2 separate regions of the Gossypium hirsutum genome follow, and region 2 is linked to region 1. Evidence: chromatin contacts called from public Hi-C data. All regions are on one chromosome and are shown on one strand. Each heading gives the region's core, a stretch centred on a gene start, on an enhancer-like site or on the middle of the called end of the contact. The rest is flanking DNA. Distances are from core to core; before and after follow the strand shown. Region 1 holds the start of LOC107950900. Region 2 has its middle 10 kb from the start of LOC107951280.

Region 1 (6,615 bases), core at 389-2,888:
ATGCACCTTGTTTTCTTCCAGTGATTATACATAGAAGATTATGGTGAGGGTCATAGTGAGCACTTGATCTAGCTTGAGCAATGTTCATCCACAAATTAATTGAAGAAAGATTTTTTTCCTCCAAAATTGCAGGCTGTGCAAATCAAGCAGTTGCAATCAGAATTTCCTAGCATTACTAGTTCTTCTTTAGAGAACTAACTAGTAATAACAAGCAGTTGAGAAAGAAATATGCAGACCAACTGAATGTCCTCCTGTAGAGTTTCCAATTGAACTCTCTCTTCATTCTCAGCATTTATAATTGGAATCTGAATCGGAAGTATAAAAATTCAACAATTACATTCATGCTTAAAAAGAAAATTGAAATGAAGGACACACAGGAAAAGTGAAATCCATCTGGTCTCAACATATTAAATAAACAAAGCAAAAGCAGAAAAAAATGTTAACAGAGACGTCAGTGATCACAGAACTTTGAGTAGCGACCTGTGCTAGGTAGATTTGTTTTGGAGCAGCATCTACAAATGGTGAACAGCCTTGCTCTGTGTCAGATTCTTCAAGTTGATGCCCTTGTGAATTAGAATTAATACTGCAAGAATTACCGACATTTTGCCTATGCCATTTACAAAAGGCAATAAAAGTGGAAAATGGTAATGGAACCTGTAAACAAATGCAAAACCAAATTGATCACAATTCTCGCATCCACCCAAGAGAGAAAATGTATCACAAGCCTCAGTGTATGAAGAACATGAGAATTAGTGAATTACCCTCTCATGGCTTCTAAGATCACCGTAAAACACCGGTGCAGTTTGAGATAACATAGCCTCCACCATGAATGATCCTACCCGTTCCTAAAGTTATACTCAAACAAGAAAAATACTAAAATAAATACTTTAATTGAATATATAAAATGCACAATTCCACTAAAAAAATGTAACTCTAGAAACCATATCCAACATGTATAACGCACTAATTCAAGCTCTTGCCTATTAATTAACTTATTGAATAGACTATCACAGATGTAAATAAAACAAATGTAAAACTAGTGCTACTTTTCTAGATTTGAAACTCAATGCATAATTATGTCTTTCAACATTATATACAAAAATATTATTTACTTCCAAAACGTTATCCATTTTACTAAAAATCCAGCAACTTAAAATATTTTGACTCGAAAAGCGAGCATAAAAATTGTAGTAATTATAAAAGGATAAGCAAACCTCCAGATAACCGAGGCCTCCATTAGAAGGATTCCACTTGGAAACGGCTTTCCAGTCCTTAACGCATCCAACGAACACCTTTCAAAACGAAATAAAAATCAATGAACTAAGATTGAAGCAACTACCGCTTATATAAATTAGCAAAAGGAAAAAAAAAGTTCGGACCAATTTTTCTCGAAAAACGAACAGAGAAAGGGAAAAAAGAAACAAAAAGTTGAGAAAACAGAAAAATTACGGCGGGAACATTTCGAGATTCAATCTGAGAGGCGAACTGTGCAGCTGATGGGAGTTGATCGAAGCTCTGGAGTCGTACAGAGTCTTCCATTTATTTTTTCACTAATTTGTAACAAGCTTTTCACGTTAAAAAAAAAAAAAGCTTTTCAGCCTGAAGAATTTCGTAGTTCGGCCTTTGGATTTTATTTGAGTGAGAAGTGAACCATTGGAGCGTTGAGGCCTGAGAGAGTCCCAACAAGGCTTTCTTAAGTTTCATTTGATTGTAAAAAGCAGGTCTAGGTCTATCATAGACTTTCGATGGCCCTTTCTTTCCAAAGAATACACATCAATGGGCCGAATCATGACTTCTGATTAAATTACTAAAAAAATGCTGATTTTTTTTAAAATTACTAGAATAAGCTGATTTTTGAAATATTTATGGGTATAGACCGATTTAGGACTGAAAGTATTTTTAGGTGAAATCTAGAAAAACGATTTCAGCCGGAAGTACTTTTTGTGTGTCACTAGTAAAACGCTTCCAAACACTTCTAGTTGGAAGCGTTTTCCCCTCAATGGATACTTTTCCAACGACTATTTTGGAAGTGTTTTCCCCTCAATGGATACTTTTCCAACGACTATTTTAAATAGCTGTTGTCCCCTCTCCAATGGTAAAAAAAAAACTATAAAACCCCCACCCTTACTCATTTCTCATAAAATTCTCTCAATTTCTCAAACCACTCTCAAAATTCTTTCAAATTTTCAATTTTTTTTCAAAAATCTAAATTATATTTTCTATTAGATTTTTTATTAATATTTTCTGAAAATATATTTTTTAAATTAATTCGTGTTCTATATAATTAGCAATGGTCGATTCTCTAATCAATCATGATGACAAGTACATTTTCGTCATTCAATTGCAAATGGTAAGAATAAATTTTAATAAATTTCAATTTTTGTTTAATTTTTTATTTCATTGTTATATATTAACTTAATATTTTGATTTTTTACGTAAATAGGCGAAATATCGAATTTTTCAATGCTATATCCGTAATCCACTCAGTCTTCCATCATCGTCGATTGAACATATTTAAGGGAAACCAGTGTTTTGGCACATGGCCCTTGTAGGCCGGGGATGTAAGTTGGACTCAAAACTCGTAGGCGCATTGGTGGAGAGGTGGAGACCCGAGATGCACACATTTCATCTTCCATATGGTGAGTGTACTATCACTCTAGAGGACGTGCATTTACAGTTGGGTTTGACCATAGATGGGTCAGTAGTCACCAGGTCTGTTTAGTCTGGTGAGTGACAAGGCATATGTGGTGAACTTTTGGGTTCAGTTTCGGAAACAATTTACGGAGGTCGGATCAAAATAGCTTGGATAAGAACAACTTTCGCCGCGCTGGATGAGGATTCGACTGAAGTCAAAAGAGAATGACACACTTGGACGTACATCCTTCAGATCATCAAGGGTATCCTAATGCCGGACAAGTCATGAACACTCGTCCATCTAAGATGGTTGTTGAAACTTCAGTTGGAGGTTTGTCGTGTTGGTAACATTGTACCGAGAGATATGTCGAGCGACACAACTAGGAAAAATCAAAATTGGTAGTTGGATTTTACTATTGCAATCATGGATGCGGTACTAATTTTCATTTTTATGTTCTCGAGCAAACTACTTGTATACATTCCCACTCGTAACAAGATAAAATTTAGTAGACATTTTAATAATAAGATTTATTTAAATAAATATTATTATGCTGACAAGTTATTTAAATAGGTGAAACCATGGGCTAAGTTAAGTGGGATTACCTACTGACCTTTAAGATATACGGCTTCTATTAGACCGGCGATTAGAAGCAGAGATATTTTTTTATTTAAATTTGAATTATATAATATTAACGTAGTCTATTTCGTATTTAGTAGTATATATATAGTTAATGTTTTTATCATGTTAATATAGTTTGAATGGACACCATACGAGGATCCGACAATTTGAGAAGTCATCCCCGATGAATTCTTTGTGAATCCCAACATCTGGCTCGTGAAGGTCCCATTGGTAGTGTACGCTACCATTAAGATGCACAAGATTGATAGAGTGTTGTGGCAGTTTAGATTCCGACAATCTATTCCTGTGGCACCTCAAGACCTTAGTGATCTGCATCCTATAAACTTACAGTGGCCAGATGAGATATTGGTTGGTATTCCACTCCCAACATATCAACAGGTGGAATAATTGGTATGATTTCTTACCTACTCGTGAATCTATTATCATTTCGAAGTTAGCATGCAATTCGAAGTACATGCCATGGTCTAGGATCCATGGCAAACCATATTTATACGAAGAAGAAGCGAGGCCTTGGCATCCCCATATGAGTAGGCCACAACGACCCCCTTTAAATCCAAAGGCCGGCGAGGCAGGTCCATTATTAGAGCCCACGTAAGAACCAGCACCGACGACCACAGAATCGATGCCTATACCACCCACCGGTTAGTATGTACTGTCTTATTCTATTGTGTATTCTAACCCTATAATCTTCACACAAGCACCATATATTGCACCACATTTTTCTACTTCTAGTCCTATATCAAATTGGAGTGTAATACATTCGTCCCTGATGTATTACACACCTATGCCATCGGCACCTTTGACGATGAAAATATTGACAATAATGTATAGGTCTTATATGTTCCAGGCACCGACGGAGAGTACACTCGTTATCCCATCAATGTATGGGACTCAACATAGTTATGCTCATTCACTATTTGTGACACAAACACCTCTAGGATCTTTGTTTTGCCAAGCTGGGTCATCTTTCCAACCACCATTTCTAGACTGGAGGATGCATGATGGCAACCAAGAATGCAAGGATCACAATTGACGAAGGCGAAAAAGAAGAGCTACTGAGACCACAACCCTGCCCGAAGGCTGAACCAAGAAGGAATCCAGCGCGCAACCGTCGACAACCCTGATGTGGCACAATCTGATTGATATTTGTTATTATTTCACAAAATTGAAGTTGTAATTTGTTACCATTTCACAAAATGAAAGTTGATATTTGTTATCATTTCACAGAACCATGCGTTTACATTTATAATGGAATTGATATTTGTTTTCTAGTTTGCATCTTCCTTGGTTGATTTGACCTGTTCCGAAAATCCATGTTGTCGAGTATTCGAGTTGATGTTGGTCGACCTTTTATTTTGTGACGTAAGACCTATCAGGTAACAACTTAAATAGAGCGCTCGATACAGGCAACCACATACGATTTGTGTAAATATAAACATTTTAAATATCGAATTCAATAATTGCAATTATTATGTTAAGAATGTAATCAACTTAAAACCCTAACCCTTAAATCCTAACTTTAAAACCCTAACCCTAAACTTTAACACACTAAAAACCCTAAAACCCCAATATAACACGAGGGAAACGCTTCCAAGTGTTTCCCTTAAATCGGCCTATACTTGTAAATATTCCAAAAATCGGCCTATTCTGGTAATTAAAACAAAAGGACATTTTTGAGTAATTTAGTCATTACTTCTTTATTGTAACACTTAAAAAAGAGAGGAAACATGATATGATTTTAAATGGGAAAATTAGGAGTCTCCTATAACGATACAATAAAATATTTTAAAAAAAAACATGTGCTCAATTTTTAAGATTGTTTGTGGAATAAAAAATATAAATCAATGTACTAAATATTCACCCTTTAAAATAATAGTAATAGATAAAAATAGGGTAAATTATATCATTAGTCACTAAATTATTGGTAAGTTTTCGTTTCGGTCACTTAACAGAAAAACAATTTGATTATTGAACTATTTGAAAGTTTTCATTTAAGTCATTAGACTGTTAAAATCAGTGCTATATGGCTTTCTCTATTCGCATTGTTTGCATCGACTGAAACCTCTCTTTCCCCTGCTCTTTTATAGTTCATTTGTTTTCATGAAATAACTTTGGGAGTCACGAATTTGCAAAGAGAAATTCAAACAACTTTTTTCTCCTACCATCAACACTAACTGTCAGATCAACTTGGATCTAAGATGTGTTCTTCTACTTATCGATGGGTATTAATCCACCATACCGATCATCGAATTTTTGTTTGAAGCTCGCTGGTGAATTTAAAAAAAAAATTGATAAGAATGCCCTTTCAATCATATTACTAATTAAATTGATAAGGATGCCCTTTCTATCATATTACTAAATTCGCATTTAAAAGTAATTATAATAAAATTAAAAAGAAATAAATAAATTACCTTTAAAAATAGATAATGGTAGTTTTTTAAAGTAGATTACGATAGTTATATTAAATTTTTTTAATGATAATTCTAATATAATTAAAAAAAGTTGAAAAAAGAAATATATTATGATAGTTATAATAAAAATTTGTGATAATTATAATGTAATTTAGATTTAGATTTAGGACTAGTATTTGGTACATTGATTGTATTAGCTTTAAAAAAATTACCATATGTTTCTTTCATATTTTTGAATAATAATTTTATTATAAGTTCGTATCATATCTTTTTTTTTTATATAGTGCCTAGAACTATCCATAACCCCTCTCCAACACTTAAATAAGAGGATAATACACTTTAGCGCACTCGAACCCACGTCCTCCTACATTAGCAATAATGTCGATGTCAATTGAGCTAAGACTTAATTAAAATGTGTCTCTTTTTCTTTTTTATTATTTATTCTTTTTAATATTTTACTATACATTTATAGGATACTTATAAACCCTTTGACCTATTTGTGAAATTTAAAAATTCTACCAGTAGTGTACCAAATATTATTCCTTAGATTTATTAATTAAAAAGAATTGTATATAGTAGGTTTTTTTTTAAGTTGTGATAATTATAATATAATTTAGATTTATTAGTTAAAAATAAAAAGTAGTATAAGGTAGATATTTTTTAAAGGTTAGTTCTATTAAAAAGGTTATATAATTAAATTTTAGGGTAAATTATAAAAATGTCATTAAATTATTGTCCTTGTTCTATTTTGGTCACTAAACTATTAATTTTTTTATTTAATCACTAAACTTTTTGAAATAAAATATTTTGGTCACTTAAAGTTAACTTGGGTTTTTTTATTGCTCTAACAGCAAATTTAGCCCTCCAATGTTTACAAGTTATATCAATTTGATCCTAAATATAAATCATTCAACAATTTTAGCCCTCAAT
Region 2 (7,325 bases), core at 2,555-5,054, 110 kb before region 1:
GCATTGTGAAAAAAAACCAAGATTTAAGAGAAAATCAAATAGCCACCACCATGACACAATGTTGGTTTTTGTTTCTGACATTGTCAACAGTTGAGTTGCAAACACCAAGAGAGTGTGAACGCTGTTTCTTGGGCTCTTCATAGTTCCTACCTGAAGGAAACTAGGTAAAAACGATGGACACAAACTTAAAGAAATAGAATCAACTGAAAGGAAGAAAGAACTAAATCATTGATTAACTTCTCATTGATGAATACATGAAAAAATACCATTCTCATTCTTTGGAACGAGTTATATAAGCCTCGTATAAAAAATCTAAAACTGCTTACTGACTTACGTAACTAACTAGCAATTGCTAACTATATGACTTAACATTCACCCAGCTTTCCCGTGGGTAAAACCCAAAGAAGAGTCCGAAACTGAGCAAAAGATGCCACCGAAAGTGGTTTGGTAAGTATGTCGGCTACTTGATCACAAGCTGGAACCTCTCATACTATAATGGACTTATCTGCAACTTTCTCACGGACAAAGAACAGATCCAACTCAACATGTTTGAACTTAGAGTGTAGAACGAGATTAGCTGCAATAGCTACGGCACCTGAACTGTCACACCAAACAGTAAGAGTACCGGCTGACTTGACATGCAGCTCTTGAAGTAACGAAAGCAGCCAAACTACTTCAGTAGTAGCGGTCGCAAGATTCCGATATTCAGCCTCAACTGTAGAGTGAGCAACAACCGGTTGTTTCTTAGACCCCCACACCACGGGAGTAGAACCCAAATAAATACAGAACCTTGAAGTGGACCGGCAATCATCAAAATCAAGCCCCCAGTTGGCATCGGCATAAGCGTTCAGAGACAACCGAGCAGACGGTCGGACAATAACTCCAAAGTCAATAGTACCACAAAGATATGGCAAAATGCGCTTTAGAGCAGTCATATGAACATTGGTAGGGTTATGCGTAAATTGACATATCCGATTTACTGCATAAGCAATATCAGGGCGAGTAAGAACTACGTACTAAAGAGCACCAGCCAGACTTCTGTATTCAGTAAGATCCGCTAAACACTCACCATCGTCTTTATTAACGGTAGATGAGCTCATCATCGGGGTGTGGACACTTTTCGCACTACTCATCGATGCTCAATCAAGTATATCCCGTACATACTTTGCCTCACATAAATAGAGACACCCGGAGGAAGACCGACTGACTTCAATCCCAATGACATAGTGAAGATCACCCATATCCTTGAGAGAGAATTCATCATTGAGCAATTTAACAAACCAATCAATAGTGATAGACATGCTGCCTGTGATAATGATATCATCTACATACACCAGGACATAAAGCGTGGAGTCAGACTGAATACGAATAAATAAGGACACATCAGACTTGGAAACCACGAACCCAATTGACACAAGAAACTGCTTCAGCTTTTGAAACTAGACGCGAGGTGCCTGACGAAGACCGTACAACCCCTTCTTTAGACGACACACAAGTGGTTGACCAGTCGAATCATATTGAACATATCCTGGGGGTTGCTGCATAAACACCTCTGTGTCTAACTTACTATTTAAGAAAACATTATTTACATCTACTTGTCGAAGAGACCACCCTCTGGACACGGCAATTGATAGAATAACGTGAATAGTTACAAGTTTAACAACTGGGCTGAAGGTTTCATTGAAGTCGCACCCAAGTACTTGAGAACAACCCTTGGCAACCAATCTGGCTTTACGCCGGGAAATAGTACCATCAGGATTTCTCTTAAACTTGAACAACCATTTGCACCTAATAATTTTGCGATTTGAAGGTAAAGGAACAAGCTCCCAAGTAGAGTTACGAATAAGAGCATCATACTCTGCCTGAGCAGCAATGCGCCACTCATCAGTAGAAAACGCCTCCAGGATTGTGGATGGTTCCATAACTTCAGCAACCATGGCTTTGGGTTTGAAAATGCCTGCTTTAGCTCGAGTTACCATCGGATAAGTGTTGACAAGGGCCAACACGGTAAAGGAATCAGGAGACAATAAAGGAACACTTTCAGCAGACCGGGTAAAACATTCAGGATCAACAGTCTGAGGATAAGACTCTGGATTAGAACTCAAGCCAGTCGGAGGTGAGCCAGATGGAGACAACCCACTTCCAGCGGAAGATGGATTGGAAACACTTAGGAACTGTGAGGAGGGGTTTACAAAAGGAGCAGATACTCTCTGAACAAGAGGTAAAGTGGTGGAGACGGATATACCAAACTCCCGATCTAAACAGTTGATGTCATTTGGAGGAAAAAAATTTACTCTCATAAAAAACATGTCTGAAAATAAAAATTTTACCATTTGGAATACAACATTGATACCCTTTGTGTTGAGAACTGTAACCCAAAAAAATAGAAGGTTGTGACAGAAACTCCAGCTTATGTGATTCATACGAACGTAAGTAAGGATAACAACAACAACCAAAAACCCGTAAATGATCATACGAAGGAGCACATCTATACAAAGCCTGAAAGGGAGACTGCCCATGTAGAACTGCAATAGGAAGGTGATTGATAATATGTACTGCACAGCAAAACGCGTAACCCCAGTATTCCATAGACAGATTCGCTTGGGCCAACAATGTGAGGCCCATTTCCACAAGGTGTCGATGTTTTCGTTCAGCAACTCTATTTTGTTTAGAAGTATATGGGCAAGTTAAACGATGAACAATCCCTTGAGAGGCCAGAATAGATGTGAAAGCCCGGTATTCTCCACCCCAATCACTCTGAAACTGCTTGATGGGCCTGCTAAACTGCGTCTTGACCATTTATTATCACAAGCAACAACACCGGGTCCTCAAAGATCAGATACAACCAATTCAAAAGGTTGATATGTAGTATTAGATACAGGAAATGGTAATTTATGAGATCTACCTTTTTGACATGCAGTATAGATACATCTATTACAACATTTATTAAGCTTGATATTACATTTGTCTAATATAGTGTGAACAATAGAAGCAGACGGGTGACCAAGACGGTTATGCCACAAACAAACATAGAACAATCTATAGTATTATTAGTAACCTTCGTGTGTACAGCAAACGGAGCATGAACAGGCACAGAAAAATGATATAACTCATCACGAATGTGGCCCTTCAATAGGATTTCTTGGGTTTTGATATCCTTAACAACCCAATATGTAAGATGAAACTAAAAAAACATATCATTATCATTAGCAAATTGAGATACCGACAAAAGATTCTTTCGTATACTGGGCACACATAAAACACTGGACAAATATAACAATTTGGATGGGGTGGGTAAAACACCATTACCGATCGACAATATCTGAGTAGGAGTTCCATCACCCATTAATAGAGAAGACATACCTGAGTATGGCGTGGTGTCATGTAATACCGTTGCATCCCGGTAGACATGATGACTAGCACCCGAGTCAAGATACCAGGATATGGAACCAACAGGCATAGGAATATAGGAACCATTTACATCATCATTGGAACCAACTTGTGCCGTGTTAACATGAGATCCAGAAGCAGAAGTGTCAGAAAAATCGGAGGCATGGATATCACCAACACGAGGTAGCCCAATACATGGATCAGAACTCGAGCACACACGAGCACGGGGTTTTGTGTACCACGAAAGTGAGACACCACCGAGCAGCCTAGCATTCGGACCTAAGCCCCATGAAGGATCAACTTGAACATTATTAGTAGTGGGCAGGGGAGTAGGCGGCCTATGTCCAAGGCACCCCAAGTGGCTGCCAAAAATCAAGCGTCACTTGTCCAAACGCAGGCCCAACAGTAGGTGGAGCATTAGCAACAGGCCTGGGCTCATTATTCAACAACCCAGGTGGCCCACGTGCAGGCTGACCATAGTGAGAATCATCCACTTTATACACCGAATTTTGACCAAGGTAATGTGAATTTTGACCAACAAAAACCTGATTTTGACCAGCACTAGGATAGTAACAAACTTAGGCATTTTCATGTGAGGATAAACCCATTCGTCAGTGCTTATTCCGAACGGCGATACTCAGTCATCCCCAGAGAACAGAGGCGCGGGAGCACGGAAAACACGCGAAGCATTCTGACCATCGTGGTGCACCACTGGAGGCAGCGATGGAGGGTCAGAATCCCTGTGATAACGGTAGTAGCACTGTTGTGTGAGATGCCCAAATCGACTACAGATTTGGCACTGAATTCTAGGCCGAAACGACCGCCCACGAGCATGAGATGATGAACGACCACCACGAATGGCACTCTCTAGGACCGGGGACGACGTAGGCTTAACAAGATTCGCATGGAGAGAGAACTCCTAGACCATACGAGATTGCCGACTTTCGCACTCTACAAGGGTGTTGACGAGGCGTTGAAATAGAATAAGACCAGCGGACAAGGAGGCCGAGGAAACGACTGGCTCAAACTTCGGCGGCAGTCTGGCTAGCATGATCTCAACCTTCTCCTCTTCTGAGATCCGTGAGCCTGAAGTATCCAACAAAGCACAAAGGTTTTTAATCCGAGCAACATAAGAGTGAATAAACATGTTACCTTTCTTGAGGGAATGAAGTTCATGACGAAGACGCGATTGTTTGGCCCTCGTATCAACCGCAAAAAGATCCATCGCCGTGGTTCAAACATCACACGCGGACTTAGCATCAGTGAACGACGGAAGCAGAGAGGCACTGATCGTGGAAAGAAGCCACGAGGTCAAGAATCGGTCCTATTGTTTGAAAACTTGAGCCGATGGATTCAGAACTAGTGAACCATTTGTAGAGTGAACAAATCTAGCTGGCGGAGGTAAGGTACCATCTAACAAACCAAGAAGATCATAACCGTCAAGTATCAACTTGACTTGCTACTGCCATTGCATGTAGGTCTCCTCAGTGAGCTTAATTACCTCATGACGAGGAAAGGAAATGATCATACGATCAGCAGAGAATGACACAAGATTTGGCTCAACCGCAACGGAATCGGTGAAATTAGTAGTGGTCGTAGATCCCAAGATCATCTAGCGAATGATACCATGAAGGAAACTAGGTAAGAACGATGAACACAAACTTAAAGAAATAGAATCAACTGAAAGGAAGAAAGAACTGAATCATTGATTAACTTTTCATTGATGAATACATGAAAAAATACCATTCTCATTCTTTGGAACGAGTTATATAAGCCTCGTAGAACAAATCTGAAACTGCTTACTGACTTACGTAACCAACTAACACCTGCTAACTATATGACTTAACACTACCATATTTGCATCACCGACATGATTCTTCTGCATTGATTTTGGACTTTTCATCTATAGTTTAACATGTTGGCTGAAATTGAACAATTGCAATGGTCGTCGCGTCAACCTGATTAGGTCACAATTTCCTTCACAACTAAGCTTTACATTATCAGGGAATGAGTCGAATGAATGGTATGGGTGTTTTTGGAAGGTGTAAATTAGGAAGGGATGCTAATGTATGTCATGGCTTAATTTATTGAGGGTTAATTTTTAAAAAAAAATTAAGATCAAATTGATATAATGTATAACTGTCAGATGATTAAATTTCTTATTATACCAATTTAGAATGGTCACAAAAGTTTTCCATTGCTTAGTCAATGACAGTTAATGAATGGTATGGGTGTTTTTGGAAGGTGTAAACCAAGAAGGGATGCCCATGTATGTAATGACTTAATTACATAATACGTAAATAATGAGGGTTAATTTTTTAAAAATTTGAGATCAAATTTATATAATGTATAAATTTCATATAGCTAAATTTCATATTTTATCAATTTAGAACTGCCACTTTAGTTTTCTATTACTTAATCAATGACAATTAATGAAAATGGATTAAAAAAGACAAATTATTATAAAATAAAAAAAAGAAACTTAAGCATAGATGAGTAACCTATAATGTAGTTTACCCAAAATATTATTATCTTAAAAAAAAACTAATAGTATATATTCTCCAACCTTATGCTAGGATTAGAATAAAGAGAAGGAAAATAAAGGAAAGTAAGAAAAAGGAAGAATATTTTTTTAAGAAAAAGGAAGAATATTTTTTTGTTGAGATTGGTTTTAAGTTTTTTTTTTAAATTTAAGTAAGGAAAAAAAAAAGCTTCCATAAAATCAGTCTTCATTAACCCAAAATTTGGGAGAAAACTAAGAAAAAAAAAAGTAAAAGCTATAAATTTTCTTTTTTTTATCCTCTTCCTCTTTCATATAAATTATTTTATAAGAAGGTTGTAAATGTAAAAAAAAAAATCATAATAAATCATATTTTCATTTCATGATATTGAATAATATTTTCCTTCTTTTCTCTTTTTCTCTCTTCCTTTATAATATATAATTCAAAGACAGTGTAAAATAAAGGAAGGAAGGAAAAACAACCCTCTTTCCTTCATTTAAACAACTTTTTTTTATTAAGGGTATATTAAAATAATTATTTTTGTTTGTATCAGATTACATTTTAATAATTTATGTTTGAAATATTATGTTTTAGTCACTTATAATATCGTGTTGTAACATTTTAGTTACTGAGCCGTTAATTTCCGCTAATGGTATAATGGTAAACTGATGTGGCATGTTAAATCATCATTTCAAAATTAAATTTTAGGTTAAATTCTACAATTGATCCCTATATTTTTTTCATTTTGAGAAATTTAATTTTTTTATGTTCTTTTAACTTTTATTTATTTATTTTCCATTCTCTTCTGCTTCTCCCTCTGTTTACATTAAAAGAAATGCAGAATGAAGGAAACAGAAGGAGTAGCAAAAGGAAATGGAAAATAAAGAAAAAAAAGGAAAGTTAAAAGAACAAAAAAGAAAAAAAAATTACTCAAAAGAAATAGGAGGACCAATTGTATAAATTAACCTAAAATTTTTGTTGGAAATGATGATTTAACGTGCCACATCAGCTTTTCGTTAAAGACAATTAATGGCTGAGTGACTAAAATGTTACAATGCGATAACATGACTAAAACATAATATTTAAAACATAAATAACTAAAATATAACATGAGATAAATAAAAGTGATTATTTTGATAGTTTATCCTTTTATTACTCCAAATAAAATTAAAATAGTATTGTTGAATTTTATTTATCTAAAATTTGAAAGAAAAGTCGGAGAAAGAAATTAATTTTTATTTTACGATTTTAAATATATTTTTCTTTTAGTAATAATTTACATAAATTATTTTATAAAAATATATATAATTGAAAAAAGTCATTATATTAAATCATTTCCATAATTTTAACCAAAACATATGTTATAAACAAATCTTTTATTTCCCTTTACTAATTTTGTTGAGCATGTTTCGTTAAATTTAAGATATAATTTTC

What was found. Hi-C and Micro-C count contacts between places; a contact is called where the count stands out from the background.
Region 2: a contact with region 1 is called in a Hi-C map of leaf, with 2.2 times the contacts expected there. The contact joins the enhancer-like site here to the promoter of LOC107950900 in region 1. A contact is called at or near these places in 7 of 34 Hi-C or Micro-C datasets (anther, callus, leaf and 1 more).

What each region holds. Positions count from the first base shown.
Region 1 is chrA08:11,279,409-11,286,023 of Gossypium_hirsutum_v2.1, reverse strand. It overlaps LOC107950900, which reads right to left and starts at 1,638. Exons shown (of 16, transcript XR_001698261.2): 1 at 1,450-1,638; 2 at 1,215-1,292; 3 at 762-845; 4 at 481-654; 5 at 237-305; 6 at 7-133.
Region 2 is chrA08:11,393,525-11,400,849 of Gossypium_hirsutum_v2.1, reverse strand. No RefSeq gene overlaps it. Among protein-coding and RNA genes, the nearest start is that of LOC107951280, 10 kb to the left of the region's middle. Within about 2 kb of position 3,804, at least 5 of the 9 cell types and tissues checked have an H3K27ac peak or open chromatin away from gene starts, as enhancers often do. A contact at or near this core is called in leaf, where this site is marked.